Linked DNA regions of Sus scrofa: region 2 is linked to region 1. A link is a contact called in public HiChIP or PLAC-seq data. All regions are on one chromosome and are shown on one strand. The core of a region is the stretch at or near the end of the contact, and the rest is flanking DNA. Distances in the headings are between cores, read along the strand shown.

Region 1 (2,700 bases), core at 30-2,529:
GCCGCAAAAGCGGCCCAAGAAATGGCAAAAAGACCAAAAAAAAAAGAAAAGAAAAAAAACAAAAAAGGAGCATCACTAGAAGATCTCGTAATTCTAACAGAATCCTAGTGGTTTTCTCCCTTCTTTGATCAAGATGGGCTGTCGCTGAAGATTAAGGACCCAAAACGATAGAGCAGCTATCCAGGACTGCGATTTACGGGACAGGGCAGAGTCCAAATGAAATAACTTCAGGATGTTCCTTACCCCAGGTAGACCCTTTTGTCATGGCGAAACTTCCTGTTGGTCATGTCCCCATGGTCTCGAATGATCTTCCTAACATGTTCTGGAGGCATGTCTTCCTTCTGAGCATCCACAAATCCAAACTTCCGCTTTTCGGCATAGCGCTTGGCCTGCAACTGCTGCCATTTTCGAGCTACAAAAACACCTCAGTTTTAAGGACTGCACACCCTTAGCCTAATCACCCCCTACTTCTTGCCCTAGGCTAAGCGCCCACCAGGATGCATGACAAAAGGGTGGGCACCTAGCAGGAGCACTCCCTGCCAGCTCTCTTGACAACTCGCTCTGCTTAAACCCTTTAACGGCAGGGGTTTTGCCTGAAAAGCTATTGTATCCCCCTTGTTTGGATCAGTGCCTGCAAACAGTAGACACTTTTTTTTTTAACCGATAGTTTTAAAGACTTGAATAGATGAAAAAAAAAAATAAGGGCTAATAAGTGCACTAAGACCTAATGTTTTGACACACTTGCCAAAACCTGGAAGGGGTCAAACCACCACGCGCGCACGCGCACACCCGCCCCCAGGCGCCGCTCCCGCACACTTTCTTCACCTTTCTCCTGCAGCTTCTCCTCCGACATGTAGTCTGGCAGCGGAGCTAGAGGGCCGGGAACCGGGTTGCCCGGCCCTCGGTAAGGAAACACTCCGGCCATTCCCGGAGAATCTGGGGAAACGGCAGAAGAAAAAAATTAACGAGGAAGAGGGCCCAGGCCCACAGAAGGCGCAGCAGGAACACGTCAAGACCCTCGGCCTGCAGTCCCGCCTCGCTCAATGTGCGCCCAGCCGGGCTGGATCCTTCCGGCCGCTCAGCCGGACCCCCACCGCACCTCCCACGGCCCGGCCTTTAAAGCCCGCCACGCACCCCCACAGCCCCTCACACAGACAGCCGCTTTCCGCTCAGGGCAATGGCGGCAAGCCTACGTCCGCTCCGCGTTCCCACAGCCAGGAAGTGCGCAACCCAAGTTCAGCAGTTGATCCAATAGGCACCGGTGTGATCAGAAGGATTACCGAGCTCACCAATTAGAGATGCAAGTCGGGCCAGAGGGGCGGGTCCACGGACGGAAGTATTTGAACGCGAGGGGGTGTGCGCCATATAGGCGCAAGCCCCGCCTCCTGCGTTTCTGAAGCTGTTTCTGTGCCTTCTGCTGTAGGGCCGCAGGAAACGAAAGCTTCGGAAGATCGAATAAATTTGTCGAATTTTGTACATTATTCTGTGTCTAGTCTCATGTATGTAGACTTGAGGTTCAGCACTAGCTCTGAGTCAGGCAGTCTTTTGTTTATGCATTCGTTCATTCAACCATCATTTATTGAGTGCCCACTGTTGTGTTAGGAATTAAGAATAAGGGATGGGGAAGCCAAGCTCACAAGGTAGCTGGGAGGTAGAATTAGAACCCAGGCTCTCACAATCAGATGTGATGGGAATTCGGGGGCAGGGCTTTTTCTTCTTTTTTTTCTTTTTTTTTGTCTTTTTAGGGCCACGCCCACGGTATGATATATGGAGGTTCACCGGCTGGAGGTCGAATGGCAGCTGTAGCTGCTGGGCCTATGCCACAGCAGCGCGGGATCCGGCAACTCCGGATCCTTAACCCTGAGGGAGGCCAGGGGTGGAATCTGAGTCCTCATGGATGCTAGTCAGATGTGTTACCCACTGAGCCACTATGGGACCTCCTGTTATCTGTTTGTTTGTTTGTTTTTTAATTTTATGGCCATACCCACGTCATATGGAAGTTCCAGGGCCAGGAATTGAATCTGAACTACTGCTGCGCCCTATGCCATAGCTGACTTGTGCTGAGCAGAGGATGGAGCCCTGACCTCTGCAGCCACTGGAGCTGTTACAGATGAATTCTTAACCCCGTGCCCCTCCGTGTGACTTCCCGAGGCAGAGCGTTTAACTCTGCCTAAGATGTCAAGGAGGAGTTAGTTGATGAACCTACAGAAATAAAAGATGCTTTGGGGAACAACATTGCCAGGTGTACCCCACCTTCATTCCTATTTTCTCTCTCTGGCAATGGTTACGCTATAGACCATATAATGAATACACTATAAACGCTTCTTGACTCCCTGAGGCTCTTTCTCATCTTGCTGCCTGAATTGCCCTCCATCTCCTGCTTTCTTGGTTTCACCTCCCATCCCTCTTGCTCTATCTTTTTGATAACAACTTTGGTTTGTTTGTTTTGCCTTTTTTTTTCTTTTGAGGGCTGCACCTGCAGCATATGGAGGTTCCCAGGCTAGGGGTCAAATCGGAGCTGTAGCTGCCAGCCTATGCCACAGCCACAGCAATGCCAGATCCAAGCCACGTCTGCGATCTACACCACAGCTCACCGCAATGCCAGATCCTTAACCCACTGAGCAAGGCCAGGGATCGAACCCGAAACCTCATGGTTCCTAGTCAGATTCGTTTCCACTGTGCCATGACGGGAATTCCATT
Region 2 (2,700 bases), core at 23-2,522, 54 kb after region 1:
TAATAGATATATGTAGCCCAATATATATAATCAGAGTCAAAATTATTGAGATAGTTTACATTATTTTTCATACTAAATATTCAAAATCTGGTGTGTGTTTCATATTTACAGCAGATCACAACTTTGGCCACATTTCAAGTGCTCTGTGGCCGCATGCGGCTGGTGGCTATTGTACTGGATGGCGTGGCTGTAGAGAAAGCAATCTCAGAAGGTGCCGTGTTATGCTGGAAGGATCTGCTCTGGTTTCAGCCTCTGTTATTAGCCAGTGAGCTTCTGGAGGGGGGACTCTGAGTCTTAATCATCTATGGACTCCTTCTCCATGTACCTAGTGGGTGATCTGAGTGGGGTCCTCAATTTTTGGTTGAAGGCATTGAACTCGATTGATACACTCTTCCTCCTGTAAAGCTGAACCTGGCTCACCGGAACGTTCTACCCAAGGGCCCTAGCTCTGCACCCTGGAGCCTCACATGACATCCCTCCTTCTCTGAATGACCTCTGGGCTTCTGACCAGGACTCACATGTGCCTAGAAAAGGTTCTAGTACATTCTCCAATTATCTCCCATGTCAGTGTTTTGGCCTCATGACTGCACTGTAAGTTCTTAAACGCCACCAGGTGAGCAGGGCCCGGGTGTGCCCCTCCCAGGTGACCTCTGCGGTGCCGAGGTCAGTGCCGGGCACACGCTTGGCCTCCTCTCAAGGCGCATGCATACGGTACAGCTCCTTGCTTCCTTCCTCTGGTCAGTCACTTTCCCCCCCCCCGCCCTTTCTGATCTTCAGAAGTCAGAGCATTTCAGGGCTGAAGAAGCACACAGACATCCTAGTTCCACCCCTCATTTTTCAGCCCAAGAAAGGGAGGAGCCATGAGTGATGTCTTGTCCCCATCCCCAGGAATGGTGCCAAGGACCGGGAAAAACTCAAGAGCCCCAGTTCTGGGCCAGCCTCTTCTCTGCTCCAGCCTCCTCCTGGGCCTCCCCCTGTCAGACTCTTCCTTGGTCCCCGCTCCCAACCAGGCTGGCCAGGCTGCCCGCTCCGGTGGGAAGGCCAGGCCCCAAAGCTCGGTCTGGTGGAGCAGCTGGGTGTGTGTGGGGGGCTGTCTGGGGAGCTGTGCTGGAAGGGCAGTAGCGGGTTAAAGTTAACATGGGACCATGATGCAATCACAGACTCCAAATTGAGTGCAGGTCGCTTTAAGAAAGGAGTAGCTGTAATCTGAAGCCTGCTGGACGCTGGATTAGGAGGCAGCAGAAAAAGCCCTGGTGCTCGCAGGAGCCCCTCAGTGCACGGACCTAGGCTGGGCGTGGAGCTGCAGCGCACCCACAGGTAAAGCAGCTCCCTGCCTGCTCTGTGTGTCATGGCAAGACGGGAGGCTCCCCTGGGCTGGTGGAACGGGGGTGAGGCAGGGGTGCTCCAGGGAACAGAAAAGAGGGGTGCAAGGGAAGGGAGGTGGGGAGACAGTGGTTCTTGCAGTTTATGATCCATGGTGAGTAGGTGAGGGCAGAGGGAGTTGGGGGCCAGAAGGCCTGAACCCCACTGCACCACTAGGAGAAGAGGCTGGAAAGACTCTTGAATGAAGCAGGTGGGAAACAGCGGAGAGGGGCGGTGGTGGGGAAGAAGCAGAGAGCGTGGCTGCTGGTCCGGTCTGAGCAGCACCTCAGGGGGGCTCTGGGCGCCCTGAGGGGAGGAGGCTGTAGGAAGCTGGGGCTGCCAGGGAGGGAGCTCAGCTTGGGCTCAGCTCTCTGCTGCCTTTTCAGAATCAACTGGTGCTGATTTCAAAGGTAACTTCCTGTGGCCTGTGGGGAGCCCTCCCGGAAGGCTGGGGTGGAGGACAGCTGGGTCCTTCTAGCCAGTGCCCACCCTCTCTCTCTGGCCAAATTAGCTGCCAGTAAACGCTGGGAGACCAATGGGGTTTTGGCCTTGTGCAAACAATGACCGCTATTTAGCCCAGCTAGTGTATGGGATTTGGGGGCTCAGCTGCCAGTGCTGGAGAGGATGGCTGCCCGCACCCTTGGTGTCCCCTGGGGCAAGCCAGCAAACCACAGCAAGGAGTGGGACTGGGCCAAAGAAAAGCTTCAGGCTTCCCAGAAACCCCATCATTGTCTGGTCCATGCTGGTCCACCAGGAGCTCAGGCCCTAGGCCGGTGCGGGGCAGGGTGGGAGAAGAGAAGTGGGCCAGGGAATTCGGCTCCGAAGGCTGGTCCTTCTGGGGTGTAGGGAGGTGAACCTCGCCCACGCCCTGGCCTGACTCATTTAGGGTCCAAGGCTTCAGGAAAACAGTTGCCTGGGGACTGGCGGAGTCCTGACAGTGTGGGCCTAGAGGGGACCCCTCAGAATTCCTCCCAGAGCCAGGGGAGAGGGCAGCGCCTTTCCCGGCACTGCCCATGAGGTCCACTGCCATGTGGCTTGAAGGCTGTGTGGTTCTGGGAGGAGGGGGAGGGATGGTGTTTGTCTCACAACCGGGTTTAATCTGAAACACATGTACTGGCTCAAGTTTATCCTCCGGCTTGAGGGCAAGATCACAAAATCCCAGTTCCTGTGTCTTCTGATTCAGGCCATGTGGCAGAGAGGCGGCCCTGAGCTTGAACCAACGGGGAGGATATCTCCCTCCTCTCCGTGCCCTCCCCCACCTGGCAGGACAGGAGTCTGGCTCAGACACTGCCCTTTGGACAGGATGGCATTGCCCTGGCATCCCTGTGCCCTGGCTAG

The links. HiChIP or PLAC-seq counts read pairs in DNA pulled down with a chosen protein or histone mark.
Region 2: an H3K27ac HiChIP or PLAC-seq map of skeletal muscle shows a contact between it and region 1. The contact joins the promoter of SERPINF1 here to the promoter of PRPF8 in region 1. A contact is called at or near these places in 2 of 47 Hi-C or Micro-C datasets (both in liver) and 1 of 2 datasets of contacts at active chromatin or transcription factors (skeletal muscle).

Annotation. Positions count from the first base shown.
Region 1 is chr12:47,894,007-47,896,706 of Sscrofa11.1, forward strand. PRPF8 (pre-mRNA-processing-splicing factor 8) reads right to left here and starts at 1,280. Exons shown (of 43, transcript XM_021067568.1): 1 at 1,135-1,280; 2 at 826-936; 3 at 244-412. The coding sequence starts at 925.
Region 2 is chr12:47,947,820-47,950,519 of Sscrofa11.1, forward strand. It overlaps SERPINF1 (serpin family F member 1), which reads left to right and starts at 1,273. Exons shown (of 8, transcript NM_001078662.1): 1 at 1,273-1,317. The region is part of intron 10 of SMYD4 (SET and MYND domain-containing protein 4); the gene reads right to left.